2 separate regions of the Ovis aries genome follow, and region 2 is linked to region 1. The links are chromatin contacts, called in public Hi-C maps. All regions are on one chromosome and are shown on one strand. Each heading gives the region's core, a stretch centred on a gene start, on an enhancer-like site or on the middle of the called end of the contact. The rest is flanking DNA. Distances are from core to core; before and after follow the strand shown. Region 1 holds the start of BRF2 (BRF2 RNA polymerase III transcription initiation factor subunit). Region 2 has its middle 14 kb from the start of GOT1L1.

Region 1 (5,313 bases), core at 1,360-3,859:
AGGACACTTAATTCTTAACCCGGGCCACCTGCATTGCAGGCAGAGTCTTTACTGTCTGAGCCACCAGGGCAGCCCTAAGTCTTAGTAGAGTTTGTATTGGAAGGAAAGGCACCAAGGATGATACGTATGTCCTGATTTCCCAGAGGAAGACAAATGAATTTCCTAAATAAATGGTTTTCTTCATGAGAACGTGAACCTTAGACTTGCATGTCTTAGGAGAGCGCGCCATCTTCTGGCCTGGGTCCTGACTACCTCCCTGCCTGTTTGCGTCTGAGGGTGAGGCTCTCTGAGACCATCACACACTTGCAGCTGGAAGAGAATTACCTCTCCACCCCTGGAGTTGCTAGCTGTGTGTGTGCTCAATCTTGACTGACTCTTTGGGACCCCATGGACTATAAACCGGCCAGGAGCCTCTGTCCATGGGATTTTCCAGGCAAGAATACTGGAGTGGGTTGCCATTTCCTCCTCCAGGGGATCTTCCTGACCCAGGGATTGAACTCGAGTCTCCTGCATCTCCTGTATTGCAGGCAGATTCTTTACCACTGTGCCACCTGGGAAGGCCCAGAGTTGCTGGATCATAAAACTGCTCTTCCACTTTACTATGAGAAATGTCAGGGAAAGCAGAATTTCAGGGCTTCTGTCATGGGTAGATGACTCTGTAGTGAAATCCCACTTTAAAAAAAATGCAGTTAAGTTCATGATCTGCACAAAACTGGGATGAGCGGCGTCAGATACTGTTCTCTATGGTAATGTAAAGACATACTCCCAGGGCCAGTTATATTCCTTTTAGGGACATGTTTACCCTCCCAGTTGGAGGAGGAAATGGCAACCCATTCCAGTATTCTTGCCTGGAGAATCCCATGGACAGAGGAGCTTGGTGGGCTACAGTCCACGGGTCGCAAAGAGTCAGACACGACTGAACGACTTTACTTTCACTTTACCCTCCCAGTAAGGATGTCGATTGCACTGTCTGAAACTAACATCTTCTAAAATCTGCTAATGCCAGAGACTGCCTGAAATTCTCCAAGATCAAACAGAGAAGCAGAAATTCCCCACATACTTTCAGCATGGGCTGTAATAACACCCGTCTGTTTTCTTGGAGTCAGAGGGACTGGCCACAGTTCTTTGTAACTTTAACTCAATTGTCTTATTTTTCAAACATAATTGATTCTAAAACTTTCAAGTGTTAAAAAACATTTATTTATTTATGTATTTATGCCACACCACATGGCTTGTGGAATCTTAGTTCCCTGACCAGGGATTGAACCTGGGCCCTCAGCAGTGAAGGCACAAAGTCCTAACTACTAGGCTACCAGGGAATTCCTGAAAACCTTTATTCTTGATGAGTGCAATTGGGATTTACTTATGAGAAAACACATCCTCTTTGCTGACACTTATGTTATATTCAAACATGACATACAAAATCTCTCATTTGTGAGCTTGGTTTCTGGAACATTACTAGAGGCACATTTTTGCTTGATTCTTTGATCTATACTATACCATGCCAGGAACTTCGGAGCTAGAATCTTGGAGCATCTTAAAGCTTAAGGTTTTAAAAACATCTCAATTTGCTTAAATTCTTCAGACTGCCAAGGGCCTCACTAACCTCCATAGTTTTTCTCTCCAACTCCCTTAGACATTTCTTGCCTAGTCTCTGGAAGCCTCCCAGGTTGTCACTCTGCAAAGAGAGGAAACAACGTGCTTGTAGGGAAGCTGCTTTGGAAAGAACACAATTTCCTGCTCTCTCAATACACTACTCTCCCTTTTAGGCCACAAATTTTGTACTATGGCCAGAATCAACATTTATTAAGGGTCCGTCTAGTCAAGGCTATGGTTTTTCCTGTGGTCATGTATGGATGTGAGAGTTGGACTGTGAAGAAAGCTGAGCGCTGAAGAATTGATGCTTTTGAACTGTGGTGTTGGAGAAGACTCTTGAGAGTCCCTTGGACTGCAAGGAGATCCAACCAGTCCATTCTAAAGGAGATCAGCCTGGGATTTCTTTGGAAGGAATGATGCTAAAGCTGAAACTCCAGTACTTTGGCCACCTCATGAGAAGAGTTGACTCATTGGAAAAGACTGATGCTGGGAGGGATTGGGGGCAGGAGGAGAAGGGGACGACAGAGGATGAGACGGCTGGATGGCATCACTGACTCGATAGACGTGAGTCCGAGTGAACTCCGGGAGTTGGTGATGGACAGGGAGGCATGGCGTGCTGCAATTCATGGGGTCGCAAAGAGTCGGACACGACTGAGCGACTGAACTGAACTGAATTGAGAAAAAGGAGAGTCGGCGATACCCTTGGCGCTTTAGAAAGAATTGTTTGTGGCTGGCAACAGTTTTTTGTTTGTTACGTGCGTCCACAGCGATAGAAAGCTCACTCAAGAGTAACCCCGAGCCTAGACGGCCAACCTCAAACTAAGTACAGATCGCGGGGAATCCGAAGAGACAGTCCAGACCAGGAACCTCCTTTCCTCGATCACGTTTCTACCCGAGTCCGCAGAGGAACGGACCGGAAGCCGCGGAGAAGGTACCTACAGTACGGCTGTTACGCTGGCCGGAAGAGGAAGGTGCAACCCTACAAGAGTCCGCTCCTACTTCCTGTTTCGGCACAGTTGCTGTTGTGGGCGGTAGGGTCGGTTAGCTGCTTGGGCTCTGGACCGCTTGTGCGATGCCGGGTGGAGGCCGCTGTCCCGATTGCGGCTCCGCTGAGCTAGTGGAAGACTCGCACTATTCCCAGAACCAGCTGGTGTGCTCCGACTGCGGCTGCGTGGTCACCGAGGGCGTTCTTACGACCACCTTCAGTGACGAGGGCAACCTTCGAGGTACCTGTGAGGGCTTTTCGGAGGCCATGGATACAGCCTGGGGCGATGGAGGGATTGACGTCAGATGCTTCTTATCTCTTGCCGTCTCCCTGTCTTGAGCACACTTAGATATGGGAGAAAACAGTGAAAGTGAACGAGTGAACTTCAGATCAGGGGCTGCCATTATCTGTTTTCTTAGCACCATATCTGTTACATGTAGTAAATGAAACAGAGAGAAACAAAGTTCCACTGAATTTACCTAATTTGCCTATTTGGAAGCATTATATCAATAGGTCAGTGTTGTGTGAATGTGGAAACTACTACTACCCCAAAGCAGTTTTGAAAATTAATTGGCAAAAACTTATTTTTCTTTTTTTCATTTGTGTTCAAAGTCCCTGACCAGTGCAGCCCTCAAAATCTACAGGCAGGAAAATTGCCTGAATTGAATGTACAGGAGGGGTGGCTGGAAATTTGGAACACTTGGAACTGCTTTAATGCTAGTCCTAATTTTCTAAAGCTTTCTGTGTATTTGGTACTGCTTGTGGTTATAGAAAACCAGATGGACGTTTTACCTGCAAAGATGAGCACCTTCTGTGAGCTGGGGAGCGGATACCTGATGATTTGGATTCTGCTCCCTGGTTTTGTGTGGTGGGAGGGCAGGGGTCCGTGAATAGAGACTAAACAAGCTATTTTTTGTCCATTGTCTTACAGAAGTAACATATTCTCGAAGCACCGGGGAAAACGAACAAGTTAGTCGAAGCCAGCAACGAGGTGAGAATCAACCTTTTATGACACAGTGGCTTTAAAGAAAATTCTCCTTATGGTCCAGCTCGTCTGCTTGTTTTTTCTGTTTTCAGCATTATTATGTAAAGGTAGAGAAGAAGAGAATGGTAAAAGGATTGAGGTGGTTCTAAGAGAGGTAGCAATTAGGTGGAAGGTTTAAGTCTGCTTGGGTATGTTTGAGGTAGATTCGAGGAACCCAGGTCAAAGCTTGGTCACAAATCAAACCAACTTCCAAAAGATGAGGCACTGAAGTGTTGACTTCTTTCCACAAATGTCTTTGTGCTTTTCAAATGGCCTTACCAAGTGTCACTCTTATCATTGTAGAAAGGTCCATTATTTGTGCATGTGGTATCTGAGGTGAGTTTAACAGAACTTGCTGGGAGCTCCTTTGACTCCTTCACGTATAGTATCATGTCATCTGCAAACATGATATGAAGTGACATTTTTACTTCTTTCTAATTTAGATTCCTTTTAGTTTTCCTCTCTGTTTGCTATGGCTAGACCTTCCAAAGCTATGTTGAATAAAAGTGACGAGTGTGGGCATCTTTGTCTTGTTCTTAATCTTATAGGAAATGCTTTCAGCTTTTCACCATTGAGTATGATGTTGCTGTGAGTTTGTCGTATATGACATTTATTATATGTTGTTCCCTCTAGACCCACATTCTGGAGATATTATTATTATTGTAAATGGATGTTGCATTTTATCAAAAACTTGTTCTGCATCTATTGAAATGATCAGGCTTATTCTCAGTTTGTTCATGTGGTGTATCACACTGATCTTTGCATCCCTGGGATAAACCCCACTCAATCCAGTTGTCTGATCCTGTTAACATATTGTTGGAAATGCCTCTAACTCCTGCCGTGGGTTTTCCTAGGTCTTCGCCGAGTGAGAGACCTCTGTCGAGTGCTGCAGCTGCCACCAACATTTGAGGACATGGCAGTTGCCTACTACCAACAGGCACACCAGCTCGCTGGCATCCGCACAGCCAGGCTGCAGAAGAAGGAGGTGCTGGCTGGTTGCTGCGTCCTAATCACCTGCCGGCAGCGTAACTGGCCCCTGACCATGGGGACCATCTGCACCCTGCTGTATGCAGATCTGGATGTGTTTTCTGGAACCTACATGCAGATAGTGAAGCTCCTGGGGCTGGATGTGCCATCTCTGTGCTTGGTGGATCTAGTAAAGACCTACTGTAGCAGGTACCTGCCTGGGGGAGACACGGGGGTGGCATGGGTTCAGACCCGAATCCTTTTACTTCCAGCTGTCTCTTTTTGAGCAAGTCCATTCTACGAGGATGGACTTCTCCTCCTATGCCTGGCGCTGGTCGGGTGAATCCCATTTTACGTTTCTAGAATGTTGAATCATTTTCAAACCCCTTCGCTGTCATAGCAGCCTGATGCTGTAGGAGGGTTAAGTATCAGCTTTGGCACGGGGCTTCTGGGTTCTACCACTCAGGCCTGCTTGACTAGATGCCACAGCCCTGCCTCAGCAGGATCACGTTGTGTGTGATTAGAGCTGAAAGAGTATGAGCAAACTGACAGAGCTGGAGTTAGAAGGTAATTTTTTTATTTAATAAGTAGCTGTGTTCTTTTCTTTTTGTTCTGACAAATATGGTAGAAAGCAAAGGCAGTCAGTGTCGAATGACCTTGAGTTTGAAGCTTGGTCACTTCTACGCTGGATGACTGTGGGCAAGTTTTTCGACTCTTAAATGTACATAACAGGCTGTTGAGT
Region 2 (5,313 bases), core at 1,365-3,864, 61 kb before region 1:
AGTCAGACAGAGCTGAGCGACTAATACTCACAACCTGCAAAGTAAGGTCTCCCCTCCTCCGCAAACACCTCATTTCCTTTCCTTCTTGCTGGCTCTATACTTCCTGCAGTTTGTACTTATTTTGCTTTATTCTCTAACTTTGCCAATTTAACGTATAATAGTTCAAGGAACTGGAGAAGGAAATGGCAACCCACTCCAGTGTTCTTGCCTGGAGAATCCCAGGGACGGGGGAGCCTGGTGGGCTGCCGTCTATGGGGTCGCACAGAGTCGGACACGACAGAAGAGACTTAGCAGCAGCAGCAACAGCAGCTCAAGGAACATATTTGTGCTGTCAAGCCTGTGACTGGCACATAAGATTATTTCTCCAGTATTTGTGATAGCATTTTTATTAACTAATGGCCTCCTTGCTCCTTAGAACATTAGGACCAGAAGATGCCTCCTGGGATAGGGCAGTCTGCAGGAAACCTGTGCTGTCTGCAGCAGCTCCAGTCTACTGGGGTATTGGGTTGGTACCTAAGCATGGTCTTCACTTCCTGACTCCTCCCTTAGAGACAAAGTCAGCTACTTCTGAGGGGCAGGATTCCTGGGCCCTTGCATGGGAATTCATAGCATCAATTAGAAAAAAAATGTGGGGACTTTCCTGGTGGTCCAGTGGCTAGTACACTGCCAAAGCAGGGGGCCTGGTTAAATCTCTAATCACGGAACTAGATCCCACGTGCAGCAGCAAAGACCCAGCGCAGCCAAATAAATAAACAATATTTTAAAAATCTTAAGATCATATATTTTTTTTCAGAATCAAGAGGAACTTGAGCTATGAGACAGGGAATAGAGGTTAGACCTAGAAGGAGAATGATATTAAAAATGATACAAGGGTAGGGATATAAAGAGTTACAGAGTCTGGTTGCACAAGGATGTGAGTGTCCTTAACACTACTGGACTTGCTTGCTGGTGCTCAGTTGTGCCCGCTTCTTTGTGATCTCATGGACTGTAGCCTGCCAGGCTCCTCTGTCCCTGGAATTTTCCAGGGAAGAATACTGGAGTGGGCTGCCATTTCCTCCTCCCGGGAATCTTCCTGATTCAGGGATTGAACTGGAGTCTCCTGCATCTCCTGCAATGGCAGAAGGATTCTTTACCACTGCTCCACTCGGGAAGCCCCTTGGACTACTGGACCGTACAGCTTAAAACATGTACATTTTATACTGTATATAGCACAGGGAACTCTTCTCAATACTCTGTAATGGCCTATATGGGAAAAGAATCTAAAAACTAGTGGATATATATAGATGTATAGCTGATTCATCTTTCTGTACAGCAGAAACTAACACAGCATTGTAAATCAACTATACTCCAAGAAAATTGTTTTAAAAAAATGTAAATTTAGTATTATGTGTGTTTTACCACTACTGCAAAAAAAAAGTTACTGGGCAACAACACATTGTCCATGAGAACTTTTAGGCGGTCTACCCTACGAGTCCCTTCACTGCTAACCACCCTTTCCTACCAGGAAAGTCCAGAAGTTCAGTGATAGAATTTGGGTTTAGGACCTGTCTTATCAACAGTATGTCGGGTATCGCTGATGTGGTTGGTGTGGGGATGGGGTGAGCATTCAGTTCAGTTCAGTTCAGTCACTCAGTTGTGTCCAATTCTTTGTGACTCCACAGACTGCAGCATGCCAGGCTTCCCTGTCCATCGCCAATTCCTGGAGTTTACTCAAACTTACGTCCATTGAGTTGGTGATGCCATCCAACCAGCTCATCCTCTGTCATCCCCTTCTCCTCCCGCCTTCAATCTTTCCCAGCCTCAGGGTCTTTTCCAATGAGTCAGTTCTTCACATCAGGTGGCCAAAGTATTGGAGTTTCAGCTTCAGCATCAGTCCTTCCAATGAATATTCAGGACTGATTTCCTTTAGGATGGACTGGTTGGATCTCCTTGCAGTGCAAGGGATTCTCAAGAGTCTTCTCCAACAGCACAGTTGAGGTGAGCATCAACCCACCATCAAAAGGGTGGGTTTTGATGGAGGAGGGGTTGGAGTGGAGTAGGCAGCTTTTGAACTGTGGTGTTGGAGAAGACTCTTGAGAGTCCCTTGGACTGCAAGGAGATCCAACCAGTCCATTCTGAAGGAGATCAGCCCTGGGATTTCTTTGGAAGGAATGATGCTAAAGCTGAAACTCCAGTACTTTGGCCACCTTGTGTGAAGAGTTGACTCATTGGAAAAGACTCTGATGCTGGGAGGGATTGGGGGCAGGAGGAGAAGGGGTCGACAGAGGATGAGATGGCTGGATGGCATCACCAACTCGATGGACGTGAGTTTGAGTGAACTCCGGGAGATGTTGATGGACAGGGAGGCCTGGCGTGCTGCCATTCATGGGGTCACAAAGAGTCGGACACGACCGAGCGACTGAACTGAACTGCACTGAACTGAGGCGGGGGACACGGAGCCGTCTCCATGGCCTGCCCGGTTGTCCTGCTCAATCTTTGCTTCTCCCACTAGGCTCATGGGTGCAGTGGGAGGGAAACTCTTTCCTCTCTAAACGGGACTCTCCCAGGCTCACACGCATCGGCTCTCTCCCATTTCTCGACTTTTGAGACAGTAGGTGGTGCTGTTTAGCAAACTTAGGAACTGGGAAGAAGAATCCTGAATTCTCAATTTGAGAAGTGGGGCAGCTCTAGCCTGGTAATTCTCTCCTTCCACCGGCCAGGCAGAGGAGGGTGGGGGAGAGGAACCTCCTTCCTCCTCAACCTCTAAACAACTCCTTAGCTGGCCCCAGGGAGGCGGAGCCCTGGATCTGCTCTCAGGTGTCCTTCCCACGTGTGCTGGCATCCCTGATGTCTTTGGAATGCAGTTCAGGTGAAGACCTGGGTGGGGGCCACCTGCAGCTTGTCTAGGAGGGGTCAGGAAATTTGGAGGTGTTTTCACATTGCCCTCCACCCGCCAGGCTGACTCATTCTCCATCCAGCTTGGAGGTGGCCTCAATGACTTTGCCTGCTTCCCCTGGTGCTAGGAGTCTCCCTTTTCCCTGAAAGCTCAAATTACTCTGAGGCATCTTCGAGGCCACAGTAAAACAGCAAACACCTGAAAGCCATCTCCTTAAGCTTATTTTAAAAAATTATTTATTTATGTTTGGCTGCACTGGTCTTTGTTGCTGCATGCAGGCTTTCTCTATTGCATTTAGCGGGGGCTACTCTTTATTGCGGTGCGTGGTCCTCACATTGCGATGGCTTCTCATTGCAAAGCACAGGCCCTAGGGTGCTGGGACACTCTGTAGTTGTGGCTCAGCAGCTTAGTTGTCCCCTCTGTTGGCAGGCGAATTCTTAACCGATGGACCACCAGGGAAGTCCCTCCTTAAACATATTTTTAATTTTTAGGCTTCGGTCCAGTGATTGCAGGTTCCGGAAAGCCTGTGCAGGGACTGGTCGGTGAACTTGGCTGTGCTCTCCCCATGGGTTAGAGCACCGGGTTAGGTAGGAGGTCTGCTTCTGTCCTGGGAATCCGGATTTGATTGTTTCACTGGGCTTTGTCCCCAACAATGACAGGATTCTAGGGAATGAAAACAACACTGGTTTGACAGCTTCAGCAAGTTTTTAAGAGCCCAGAGCCCAGCGTGACCTTGGGGCTCCATGGGCTGTCGCTCACTCTTAGCACAGTTTCACGCCCCTACTCGTGTTTTTCCTCTGCTTCGCCTTTTTCTAGCACTGATCTAATTTATGTGCTTTAACTTCGTCATGTGGTTTTGTAAGCAGCCTTAAGTCCTTTTTGAAACAAGATAGGGTAAATAAATAGACAGAAAAACAGGGCTCTGAAAGGTTAGATGCTCTGATATCGGCTGAACTTTGTGCTAACATAAGAAAATGACTCCATCCCTCTGCTACCATAACATCCAGAATCTTTCATGGCTGACGACAGAGAGAGGATCTGCTTATGGGAAAAGGTGACAGAACAACAGAGCCTTGACTTTGACTTCCACCCTGGCACTTCTGGGGCTTCCCCCAGCATCTTTCTAAGGTTGCTGCTGTTACCACCAAACCTTAGGGTGGGGTGGGGGCTGAGGATGCTGTGTCCCTTTAACTGTTTTGCTGTGGTGGACTTGTGACCTTTACTTTAAAACTTCCTGCAGAGCTTCTCAAGCTCTAAACCCAGAAGGTCAGAACATGTGAAATGACTTCTAAACAGATAAGCAAAATGGAGGCAGAACAGGGAACTAGGTCATCCAAGTGACAGTTTAGGAATTTTTATTTCATTTTCCATTAGAGGGGCCCCTCTTCCCTAGTCTTTAGCCTACCTTAAGACAGTGCTACCATCTTCGGATATACGCACACATCTCTTCCAAATCTAGAGAGCTAGCGAGCAAGGCCTAGACAGAACGAGGGAACATCCTTATCTGCCACTCCTTTCCTGGTTTCATTTTCTATTGCACATCTGCCTCTCTTGACACTTGGAATGATGCCTTTCAGGGATGTTCCTGTCAAAACAATGCACTATTCTTAATACTAGTTACAAACAATAACCTCAGATATGCAGATGACACCACCCTTATGGCAGAAAGTGAAGAACTAGAGAGCCTCTTGATGGAAGTGAAAGAGGAGAGTGAAAAAGTTGGCTTAAAACTCAACATTCAGAAAAAAAAAAGATCATGGCATCTGGTGCCATCACTTCATGACAAATAGATGGGGAAACAATGGAAACTGAGAAACTTTATATTTTGGGGCTCCAAAATCACTGCAGATGGTGACTGCAGCCATGAAATTAAAAGGCGCTTGCTCCTTGGAAGAAAAGCTATGACCAACCTGGACAGCATATTAAAAAGCAGACACATTCAGTTCAGTTCAGTTCAGTTCAGTTGCTCAGTCGTGTCCGACTCTTTGCGACCCCATGGACTGCAGCACGCCAGGCCTCTTGGTCCATCACCAACTCCTGGAGTTTACTCAAACTTATGTCCACTGAGTCGATGATGCCATCCAACTATCTCATCCTCTGTCCTCCCCTTCTCCTCCTGCCTTCAATCTTTCCCAGTGTCAGGGTCTTTTTCAATGAGTCAGTTCTTCCCAGCAGGTGGCCAAAGTATTGGAGTTTCAGCTTCGCTATTAGTTCTTCCAATGAATATTCAGGACTGATTTCCTTTAGGATGGACTGGTTGGCTTTCCTTGCAGTCCAAGGGATTCTCGAAAGTCTTTTCCAACACCACAGTTCAAAAGCATCAATTCTTCGGTGCTCAGCTTTCTTTATAGTCCAACTTTCACATCCTTACATGACTACTGGAAAAACCATAGCTTTGACTAGATGGACCTTTGTTGGCAAAGTAATGTCTCTGCTTT

The links. Hi-C and Micro-C count contacts between places; a contact is called where the count stands out from the background.
Region 2: a Hi-C map of skin fibroblasts shows a contact between it and region 1, with 11 times the contacts expected there. The contact joins the enhancer-like site here to the promoter of BRF2 in region 1. A contact is called at or near these places in 14 of 16 Hi-C or Micro-C datasets (blood, hypothalamus, liver and 7 more).

What each region holds. Positions count from the first base shown.
Region 1 is chr26:32,199,170-32,204,482 of ARS-UI_Ramb_v3.0, reverse strand. BRF2 (BRF2 RNA polymerase III transcription initiation factor subunit) reads left to right here and starts at 2,609. Exons shown (of 4, transcript XM_004021774.6): 1 at 2,609-2,822; 2 at 3,513-3,572; 3 at 4,460-4,781. The coding sequence starts at 2,669.
Region 2 is chr26:32,259,897-32,265,209 of ARS-UI_Ramb_v3.0, reverse strand. No RefSeq gene overlaps it. Among named protein-coding and RNA genes, the nearest start is that of GOT1L1, 14 kb to the left of the region's middle. Within about 2 kb of position 2,614, at least 7 of the 54 cell types and tissues checked have an H3K27ac peak or open chromatin away from gene starts, as enhancers often do.